Linked DNA regions of Gossypium hirsutum: region 1 is linked to region 2. A link is a contact called in public Hi-C data. All regions are on one chromosome and are shown on one strand. Each heading gives the region's core, a stretch centred on a gene start, on an enhancer-like site or on the middle of the called end of the contact. The rest is flanking DNA. Distances are from core to core; before and after follow the strand shown. Region 1 holds the start of LOC107948120 (UDP-glycosyltransferase 73D1). Region 2 holds the start of LOC107948130 (nicotinate N-methyltransferase 1).

Evidence for each region. A called contact is a pair of places that touch in the nucleus more often than the background predicts.
Region 1: a contact with region 2 is called in a Hi-C map of leaf, with 2.1 times the contacts expected there. The contact joins the promoter of LOC107948120 here to the promoter of LOC107948130 in region 2. A contact is called at or near these places in 2 of 34 Hi-C or Micro-C datasets (both in leaf).

The regions. Positions count from the first base shown.
Region 1 is chrA04:63,916,736-63,922,768 of Gossypium_hirsutum_v2.1, reverse strand. LOC107948120 (UDP-glycosyltransferase 73D1) reads left to right here and starts at 3,113. Exons shown (of 1, transcript XM_016882589.2): 1 at 3,113-4,880. The coding sequence starts at 3,208. The coding sequence ends at 4,674.
Region 2 is chrA04:63,780,792-63,786,721 of Gossypium_hirsutum_v2.1, reverse strand. LOC107948130 (nicotinate N-methyltransferase 1) reads left to right here and starts at 4,111. Exons shown (of 4, transcript XM_016882597.2): 1 at 4,111-4,731; 2 at 4,888-5,221; 3 at 5,514-5,578. The coding sequence starts at 4,345.

The DNA.
Region 1 (6,033 bases), core at 1,864-4,363, 140 kb before region 2:
CTTAACTTCCCTAGGATGAATTTTTGAAGTAATGGTCCTATCCCGCCATGACATATGAAATGTATGTGTTCTGAAGCGCATTATCACATCCCCAACCCCTCAAATCTACCTATAAACCTTCGTGATTTCACCCTTAAACCTTAACCTTAAACCCTTAAAAACCCTAACCTCAACAAAAACCCTAAACCTGACAAAATTAAAAAACCCTAACCTAGGAGAGGCTTTCCCTCTCTAAAAATGATCTATTTCTCTAAATTAAAAAAAAACCCTAAAAGGCCAAATAAAGTTTTTTTTAGCATATATCAGTAATTTAGCCTGATAAAAATATAAATACGAAGAGTTGAATTTATGATTTTATATATTCTTAAACAAAAAGTAATTAATTGGTTGGTGTTCGGAAGAGTAAAGACACTATTATTCTTTTTTAAGACTTTTAAATTACTCATAATTTCAATATCTAAAATGTAGAATATAACGTGTTTGAAACCTATATCTTTCCATTTGAAACATTATTTATTGTTATATTTTATGCAATGCTCGTTACTGTAATAACCATACATTTTTTCTTATTATTAGTTTCATCAAACGAGGTGAATTCATCAAAATTTTAAATTTATTACTTTAGTTTATTTTGTATATTTTTAATCTTGTATCCAAAGGAATTCATCAAAATTTTGAATTTATAGCTTTTGATTTACCTTGTATATTTTATAATCATTTATTTGAAATCCAATTAATTTTTTATTTTAAAATTTTAGAATTTTAACTTTAAAATTAATTAATTATAAAAAAATATTTATTTTAATAGTAAAATTAATCCTTGAATTAATTGATTATCATATAATATAAATATAAATAATAATTTTTATAGGGTTGAACTTTGGACTGAATTTTTTATATAAATAATATAAAGTTTAATTCATAATCGATTAAAGATAAAACTATAATATAAATAAATTTGATTAAAAAAATATAAAATAAGCCATAATCGGTTAAAGATACAACTTAAAAAAGTTTAAGTCATAATATTAATTTATATGATATTAAATTATTTTATATTATAAAATAAATATAATTAATTATTCAAAACTAAAGTAATAATCAAATTATTAAAAATATGTAAAGATATTAAATTGGTTTAATAATTAAATGGGAATCAATGCAAATAAATTGAAAGTATATTAATTTAATAATTAATAAATTTGATGATATAATTCGAGATTTTCAGAAGCGTTATTGATTTGTCGGTTTGATTAATTTATTCGGTTTGATTAAGTAAATCATTAAAAAATTATAAAATATTAAATATTTGACCCAATAGATTTTGAACCTAGTTCAATCAATCTCTAACAATTTTTGGATTACCATGTCAATGCATTTCTCTAAATTGGTACTCCAATTGATTTCCTATCTAACCAATTCAAACAACCTTAATATTATTTTATTAAAAATAAAAATTTACATATTTATTTTTAAAATTCTTTTAATAAATTACTATCTTTAATTTGTTATCCGTTTATAAACTTATACATTAAAATACATCAAATATTATTTTGGGTACATGAATGCTAATTATTACCTTATTATATAAACTCTTATTTTCGTTTTTTTTTACGACTTTCAACATGTGGAACCTTTGACTTATTGGATTTAAATATATTTTTAGATAAGTTTTGGATAATTAACTACATTCTTTTTGTCATATAAATTAAATGTAAAAAATTGAGATATTAAATAAAAATTAAAATTAAAAAAAGTTATTTGACACAAATATAAAATATATACCTTATGGCGTGAGCACTTAGGTGTAAATTGATTTTAATATATCCCGTGCAAAGGGACATCATCAACAGAAATGTTTAACTGCAATTGACAACAAAAGAGAGTTTGGTTGCTCCAAAAAGTCAGATTTAACAACTTTGAAGACTCCGTCGACATGAAGAAAGACAAGTAAGGAGCACATTCACTTTCCCATTCCAATACATTAAGTAGTAGAATCAAATTTCTTGGAAGATACTTCAATTATATTTAAAAAGTCTCTTTTAGGTATTTTTAATAACAAATTGTGTGACTTCATTTTTTAAAAAAATTAATTAATATTATGCATTAATTTTTTAGCTCGGGATCAATTTCCCTCGATAATATTATTTTTAATTAATGTAAAAAATAAACAAAAATAACAAATAATAATAGTACGTTTTTTTATTCAATTGTATTTATGATTTCTGGTTGTATTTGAATTTAAAATTTTAAAATTTATGATTTTATAAAAAGGGTTAAATTAGGATTTAGTTCTAAAAGAGTCCAGGGTTGTAAAATTTTATACAAAAAATAGATTAATTTTAGAGTTAAAAATAATAATAGTTAATTTGATATTTCTTGTTGTATTATATTATTCGCAATGTTGTTTGAACTGAATTAGATCGGTCAGTCGGATTAGTTTAGAAAGTGATTTTGAACCAATTAAATCGAAAATCGGTATGAACTGATTGAATCGATTAAAAATAGTTGACTTGACGATTGAATCAATTGCTTGACTGATGAATCAATGACTTAACCGATTCGACTACCAGTCCAATTTAAAAAAAACATTAATTATTCATTTACTCTAAAAAAATATTGTTGGATCATCATAATGTAAATTAAAATCTAATATAATTAGTTAACAGTAAGAATTTTGGGATTAATTTCAGCATAGGACAATCTTAGGAAAAAAATATTTATGAAGAAGAAGGAAATAACGCGAAAGCTTCTTGATGTAATTGATTGAAGAAAGCGACAAAAAATGTTATCAACATCAAATCTGATATAAAACGAGGAAATAGAAGCTTAAAGACCAACCAATCTATCATCAGAGCTATGATTAGCGTGGTTGCCGGGGTAAAGCCACAAGGCCGACAAGTTGACTAATTCAACACCAAACATAGGGCATGAGATGACTTAATCAAACACAAAATCCAAGTCAAGTCAATTATATATATATTAGTTAGATAGATATTGATAGAAAAAATGAAGTAAACGATATTATACATACTAATTATTTAACATTCCCTTTTAACTAATATATATTTGGACTTATTCAAAGTCAAGCTCACCTTATAAGACCTGCAATTGGTAAGAAACCTTCAAAAAAACGTATAGACGTGATATTAAGAACAAAATTTAGGTGACCAACTCGACTGGCCAAAGTTGGAATTGTTCGTCTCAATGGCCGAGCAACTACACTTCGTGTTGATCCCGCTCATGGCGCAAGGTCATATGATTCCTATGATTGACTTGGCCAAGCTTCTTGCAGAACGAAGGGTGATGGTAAGCTTAGTCACTACGCCCCACAATGCGTCCAGGTTCGACTCGGTCATCCAACGAGCTACCCAATCAGGGCTTCAGATCCAAGTAGTGAAAATCCCATTTCCATGCCGGGAAGTCGGACTCCCTGTGGGATGCGAGAACCTTGACACTTTGTCTTCCAGGGATCTATTGAAAAGGTTCTACAATGCACTCGGAATGTTGCAAGAACCATTGGAACGATTCCTGGAGCAACAAAAGCCGCTTCCCAGCTGCATAATATCAGATAAGTGTCTTTCCTGGACTTCCAAAACTGCTGAAAGGTTTAACGTTCCCAGGATTGTTTTCCATGGGATGGGCTGTTTTTCATTGCTGTGCTCTCACAATGTGAAGCTTCACAAGGCTCATCTTTCGGTTGCTTCGGATACGGAACCGTTCGTGGTGCCGGGATTGCCACAAACGGTGGAGATAACAAGGGCTCAACTTCCTGGAGCATTTGTTAGTCTGCCAGACCTGGACGATGTTCGGAACAAGATGCAAGAGGCCGAAATGAGTGCTTTCGGTGTTGTCATAAACAGCTTCAATGAACTAGAGCAAGGGTGCGTGGAACAGTACCAGAAGGCTATAAAGAAAAAGGTTTGGACCATTGGACCGGTTTCTTTATGCAACAAGATGAACTTGGACAAATTTGAAAGAGGAAACAAAGCATCGATCAAGGAACAAAAATGCATGAAATGGCTCGACTCGAAGGAACCAAGGTCAGTTATTTACGCTTGCCTGGGTAGCCTATGCCGTCTAGTTCCAGCACAACTAATAGAACTGGGGTTAGGTCTAGAAGCATCACAACAACCATTCATTTGGGTAGTCAAAACAAGCGATGAAAGAGCTGAGGAGCTAGAGAAGTGGTTTTCAGAGCAGAAATATGAGGAGAGGATCAAAGGGAGGGGGCTTTTGATCAAGGGTTGGGCTCCACAAGTTCTTATCTTATCCCACCCTGCAATAGGAGGGTTCATAACTCACAGTGGTTGGAATTCAACCATAGAATCTGTATGCTCCGGGGTTCCAATGATAACATGGCCTCAATTCTCGGAACAATTCTTTAACGAAAAACTCATCGTCCAAATTCTGAAGATCGGAGTTGGGGTTGGGGTTGAAGTCTCCGTTAGATGGGGTGAAGAAGAGAAACTGGGGGTGTTGGTGAAGAAACATCAAGTTGAGAAAGCCATAGATATGTTGATGGATGGCGGTGAAGAAGGCGAAAACAGAAGAGTTCGAGCACGAAAGCTTGCTGAAATTGCAAGGAAGTCTCTGGAAAACGGTGGATCATCTTACTGCAACATGTCACTCTTAGTGAGAGACATATTGGAGGAAATCACTAAGTCTCAGTAACACCCTCCATCTGCAGGTTTAATTTAAACGTTCGTAAACCATTACAAAAGGTTGGATTTCCTCTTTTCTTTTCTCTCGGAAGGCCTTTGAATGTATAATTGCGAGTAACCTCTAAACAATTTCTATTTTAATACCTTCATTATTGTTGAAGTAATCTTCTTTTCTATGTAAGTTCAAGTGATCTTCAAATCATTCTTTCTTATCTACTATACTACTACTACTACTACTACTATTATTATTATTGTTATTATTATTAAAAAGTTCAAGTAAACTTGCGTTGCACAAATTCAAATATTATTTAAATACTAAATTAGATTTTTCTAGTATATATTATATTCTCAAAAAGAAAAATTTAGGTTCAAATTTTGAAAACAATATTATTGAAAAGAATAACAAAAAATTCTAAAAGAATTAATCTATTCCCATATTAAGGTTTGGACTTTTTTATATTTAAGTTATTCTTTAAACTTGACAATTATTATTACATTGGAGCATAAACACAATTGTTCCCACATTAAAGTCTGAACTTCAGATACGATGTTGGGATTTAGTACTCTTAGTGTAGTTGTTCGTTATTAATACTTGTAATTTTTCTTTTTAAATAGATTGGTTAATAAAATTTCATAGTTAAAGTTATTATATTTTGTATATTTGTCCTCAATGGTTTATTCATGAAAAACAAAATGTATAAGTAAATATTGGCTCATTGGTTACCTAACATTTAACTAATATTAATTTACATCATGTGACTAAATCGTGATGCAAGAAGACAACTTATATTAATAGGTAATCTAAATGGTCCATTATTTGAAGAATCAAAATTAAGCAAATTGATTCAACGACTATATAAGTTCAAGTAATCTCCTTTTCTATGTAAGTTCAAGTGATATTCAAATCATTCTTGCTTATCTATTATTATTATTATTAGTAAGAAGTTGAAATGAACTATAGATAGTTGCATTGCACAAACTTCGAATATTATTTAAATGCTAAAATTAGATTTTTTTTAGTCTTAGGTTAAGCGATAAGGTACATTATATTTTTTCAAAAAAATATATAGGTTCAAACTTTGAAAACAACATTATTGAAAAGAATAATAATAAATCTCGAAAGAATTAATCTATTCCCATATTAGGGTTTGGACTTTTTCTATGTCTAAGGGTGAGTTTGGATGGGCGGTGCGTTTACCTGTAATTAGTGTAAAAGCAGCGGTGGCGATGAGATTAGATACTGTAGCGTGAGACAAAAAGTAAGCTAAACGCATTGCACCGCACCGCCGTCCCAAACCCACCCTAAGTTAGCCCTTAAACTTGATAGTTATTATTACATTAGGGCATGAACATTTTAGTCCTTAAACTT
Region 2 (5,930 bases), core at 2,862-5,361:
GTTTGTTTATATGAAGAATATGAATATTCAACAAATTTTGATGGACCCAAAATCAATGGAGACATGTGTCTTGCAAATAGTGCTACAACACAAACGATACTCAAAGATAAAAAATATTTTATACGATACTCAAAGATAAAAAATATTTCTCATTTGACAATTAGTACTGCCCATGTTAATACAATATCGGGTAGTTCAAAACTCATTGAAGGCTCTAGAAGAGCTATTATATTATTACCTAAAGATACAAAATTTGTCATTAATGATGCTTTATATTCCACTAAGTCTCAAAGAAATTTATTGAATTTTAAAGATATTCGTCTTAATGGATATCATATTGAGACTATGAATAAGAAAAATATTGAATATCTATATATCACAAATGTTGAACGTGGAAAAAATATGTTTTGGAAAGGCTACCTGCTTTTTCATCATGTTTGTATTATACACATATTAGTGCAATTGAGTCACATGTTACTACAAACCAGAAGTTTGTAGAACCACATACTTTTACTATTTGCATGACCGATTAGGCCATCCTAGATCTATTATGATACGAAGAATCATCGAGAATTCAATTGGACACCCATTAAAGAACCAAAAGATTCTTGAATTCAAGGATTTATCTTGTGTTGTTTGTTTTCAAGGAAAATTTATTATTAGACCATCACCAGCTAAAATTAGGATTGAATTTCTCGCATTTTTGGAACGTATTCAAGGAGATATATGTGGGTCTATTCATCCACCATGACCATTCAGATATTTTATAGTATTAATAGATGCATCTAGTAGGTGGTCACATGTGTCTTTATTATCGACTCGCAACCTGGCATTTGCGAGACTACTCGCTCAAATAATTCGATTAAGAGCACAATTTCTAGATTATGCAATCAAAACTATTCGTCTTGATAATGTTGGTGAGTTTACATCCCAAGTTTTTAATGATTATTGTATGTCAATTAAGATAAAAGTTCAACATCTTGTAGCTCATGTTCACACACAAAAATGGTTTAGCTGAATCGTTTATCAAGCGCCTCCAACTAATAGCTCGACCATTGCTTATTAGAACAAAACCCCCTGTTACAGCTTGGGGATATGCTATTTTGCATGCACCAGCACTTGCGCGCTTAAGGCCAACAAGTTATAATAAGTACTCCCCATTACAATTGGCTTTTGGTCAAGAGCCAAATATTTCCCATCTTCGAATTTTTGGATGTGCAGTATATATTCTAATTGCTCCACCACAACGCACAAAAATGGGTCCTCAAAGAAGGTTAGGAATATATGTTGGTTATGAATCTCCTTCTATAATTAAATATGTTGAATCATTAATTGGAGATTTATTTAATACACGATTTATTGATTCTCATTTTGGTGAAACAACATTCCCAACATTAGGGGGAAAGAAAATAAAACTGGTAAAAGAAATTAAATGGAATGGATCATCATTATCTCAATTAGATCCTCGCACAAGTCACTGTGAACAAGAAGTTCAAAGGATCATACATTTCCAAAACATTGCCAATCAATTGTCAGATTCATTTACTGACCTAAAAAGAATTACAAAATCTCGCATACCAGCTGAAAATGCTCCAATACAAATTGATATCCCAGTAGGGCAAATTGTTAGTGCAAAAGAAAGTAATCCACGCCTAAAGCGTGGAAGGCTAATCGATTCCAAAGCTAAAAAATACTTGTAAAAGGAAAGGAGCAATTATTCAAGATGATAATATTGTGGAGGCAAGTTCCCAAGAAAAGGCCAAAGATATAACTAATAAAAAAAAAACCCAGAAGAGGTTCAGGTGCCTAAAAATGGTGATAACGAAGAAATCTCAATAAGTTATGCTACTTCAGGAAAAAGATGGAACCAAAAAAATATAGTTTTCAATAAAAAAAATTTCTTATAATGTTGCTATTGGAATAGCAAAAGAAAATGAGGATCCTGAGCCTAAATCTATTGAGGAATGTAAAAGATTGGCCAAAATGGAAAGACGCAATTCAAGCAGAATTAAATTCACTTTCTAAATATGAGGTTTTTGGACCTATAGTCCAAACATCTAAATATGTAAAGTTGGTAGGATATAAATGGATAATTGTACGAAAACGAAATGAGAAAAATGAAGTCGTAACATATAAAGTACGACTTATAGCACAAGGATTTTTACAAAGGTCTGGCATTGATTATGAAGAGACATATTCTCCTGTGGTGGATGCAATCACGTTTAGATACCGTATTAGTCTAGCAGTACGTGAAAAACTTGACATGCGTCTAATGGATGTTGTTACAGCCTATTTGTATTGGTACATTTGATAATGAAATTTATATGAAAATCTCAGAAGGATTTAAAATCCCTGAAGGATATAGAGTTTCCCAGGAAAATTGCTCAATCAGATTAAAGAAAAGTTTATATGGATTAAAACAATCTGGACGTATTTGGTACAATCGTCTTAGTGAATATTTGTTAAAGGAAGGCTATAAAAATGATCTAATCTACCCATGTGTTTTTATAGAAAGGTTTGAATCAAACTTTTTTATAATTGCTATTTATGTTGATCATCTAAATATTATTGGAACTCCTAAAGAGGTTCAAAATGCAGTAAATTATTTAAAGAAAGAATTTGAGATGAAAGATCTTGGAAAAACAAAGTTTTGTCTCGGCCTGCAGATCGAACATTTAAAAGATAAAATTCATGTCTATCAGTCAACTTATACGAAAAAGATCTTAAAGAAATTTTATATGGATAAAGCACATCCATTGAGTACCCCAGTGATTGTACGATCATTAGATGTGAATAAAGATCAATTTCGTCCTTGCGAGAATGATGAAGAGTTTCTTGGTCTTGAAGTACCATATTTAAGTGCCATAGAAGCATTGATGTATCTTGCAAAACAACACAAGACCTAATATAGCTTTTGTTGTAAACTTGTTAGCAAGATTTAGTTCTTCTCCAACACATAGACATTGGAATGGGGAATTAAACATGTATTTAGATATCTCAGAGGGACCATTGATATTGGGTTATTTTATTCAAATGATTCAAAATCCCTATTAATTGGTTATGCTGATGCTGGATATTTCACGGATCCCCATAAAGGTCGATCTCAAACGGGATATTTGTTTACATGTAGAGGTACGGCTATATCATGGCGTTCGACAAAGCAAACATTAGTTGCTGCCTCTTCAAATCATGCTAAAATAATTGCAACGCGTGAGGCAAGCCGAGAGTGTGTTTGGATAAGGTTATTAACCCAACATATCCAGAAGATATGTAATTTGCATTTACAGGAAAATATGCCAACTATCTTATACGAAGATAATACAGCATGTATAGCTCAATTAAAGGGTGGTTTGAAACATATTTCACCAAAATTATTCTTCACTCATGATCTTGAGAAGAAATGTGACATAGAAGTTCAACAAATTCGTTCTACTGATAATTTAACAGATCTTTTTGCCAAGGCATTGCCAACTTCAACATTTGAAAGATTATGAAACAAGATTGGAATGCGTCGACTTAAAGATATAATGTGATGTTGCCATTAGGGGGAGTCTAAAACACATTGTACTCTTTTCCTTTAACCAAGATTTTGTCCCACTGGGCTTTCCTGGTAAAGGTTTTTAACGAGGTAACTTGTAATAGGAGATTGTGTACTCTTTTTCCTTCATTAGGTTTTTATCCCACAAGTTTTTCCTAATAAAGGTTTTAATGAGGCACATTCTTATTTAAAAGACATCCAAGAGGAGTGTTATAAATTAAATGGATGTCTATAACCCCCTTAAGCATATTAAAGTAATGAGATAAAACTCTTTACTTCATTTATAATCAGATCATTAAATGGAGTAATTAAGAAAATTTAGTTTATTAAATGTAATACATTTATTAATTGAATGTAAATGAGCTTATAAATAAAACCTTATAAATGAAAATAAGACAATGAATTTTTTTTTCATATTTTTCATCCACTTTTATTTATTATTTTATTAATTTTCTATAACATGAACCTTATAGTTTTTATGAAAATATCAAAGAATAACTTAAATGAAAAAAAAAGAAAAGAAAAGTTAAACTCCAATATAAAGACAATTACCAGCTAAAAGCCACTAACTTAAATAGAAAAAATTCAAAGAAATTACCAATTTTAGAAACAAAAGAAAATTGAAAAAGTTGCGATATTATTAATTTTTCTCCCGAAATGAGATAACAAGAATTACATAAGTACCCCCACCACAGCAATCAAATCTCAAATCTCAAATCTCAAATCTCCTACCCACCGAAACCTCAACTCAAACTCATCGAACCAGCGCAGCGAGAGATTGAAGATCAGATATTGAAGCCCCTATAATGGGTGACGTCAAGACAGCGGAGAGCAGTAACAAAGCTAGGCTAGCCATTATGGAGCTGGCCAACATGATAAGCGTCCCCATGTCTCTCAACGCTATCGTCCGCCTCAACGTACCCGATGCTATCTGGCAAGGAGGCGCCAACACCCCTCTCTCCGCCGTCCAGATTCTCTCACGGGTACTCCCTTACGGCGGCGGAGACCCTGAAAACCTCCAGCGTATCCTCCGTATGCTCACCAGCTACGGCGTTTTCGATGAACACCTTAATTGCAGCGGTGATGACTCCCACTCCCCGGAGAGAAAATACTCCCTAACTGACATCGGAAAAACACTCGTAACAGACGCTGAGGGTCTATCCTATGCACCATATGTCCTCCAGCACCACCAGGTAGGCCTATCCCACTTTTTCACTTTCAACCACAGATTCTCCCCAGATCTCTCCTTCATTTGATTGATTTATAGCGAAACCGTCATGTGTAGAAGAGTAGAGCTATGGGTTTTTACATGAAATAAGAAAGGTAATTGAGTGGAATAAATGTATTAGGATGCTTTGATGAGAGCGTGGCCATTGGTGCACGAAGCAGTGCTGAATCCGACATCGGAGCCATTCGTGAAGGCGAATGGGGAGGGAGCTTATAGTTACTATGGGAAGAAACCAGAAATGAACGGGCTGATGCAAAAGGCGATGTCGGGAGTTTCAGTGCCATTCATGAGAGCAATATTGGACGGCTATGATGGGTTGAAAGGCGTGAAGAGATTAGTTGATGTGGGAGGCAGCGCGGGGGATTGCCTCCGAATGATTTTGCAGAAATATCCCCATGTTGAGGGAATCAACTTTGATTTGCCTGAGGTCGTTGCCAAAGCACCTAGTATTCCGGGTCAGATTTTTCAGCTTTCTTGTTCACTAATCAATTTTACTTTCACCGCCTTTACTCCTTCGCTATCATTTAAAGAGATAATTACTCGGTAATTTAAAACCAAGATATCAAAAAATGAAAATATAAAAAATAAAATTTAATTTAATTTTTAAAAACTGTTATTAAAATAATTTGAAATTTGTTTAAGATATGATATTAATCTATTTTTTATTAAAATAATTAAAAGAAATGGTTGGGTATTGTTTTTATTAATTGAAGGGTGCGTGGTTGTTAAAGTGTTGATTGATTGTAGGCGTGACTCACGTTGGGGGTGACATGTTTGAGTCGATTCCAGTAGCTGATGCAATCTTCATGAAGGTGAATTTCATATTTCTTTAATAATTTACATATTTCACCTAATCTTTTTCTTTGATTTTTATAATTACGAATCATATTTTTTAAAATAGTATATTCACACAAATTATAAAGAAAGTAATAGTTTTAGGATAAATTATCTTTTTGACATGTGAACCATATTAATTGATGTGACATTAACATAAATATTAAATAAATGATAAATTTATGTCATACTTTGTTCCAACAATATATAAAATTATTCATAAGGTATTTTTTACTTTATTTACAGTAAATAAAAGGATTATTCATAATTAACTACTTTTTAATTAAACTCATTGTATGGATATGGAACTTTTGCTTTTGTAGTTAATGT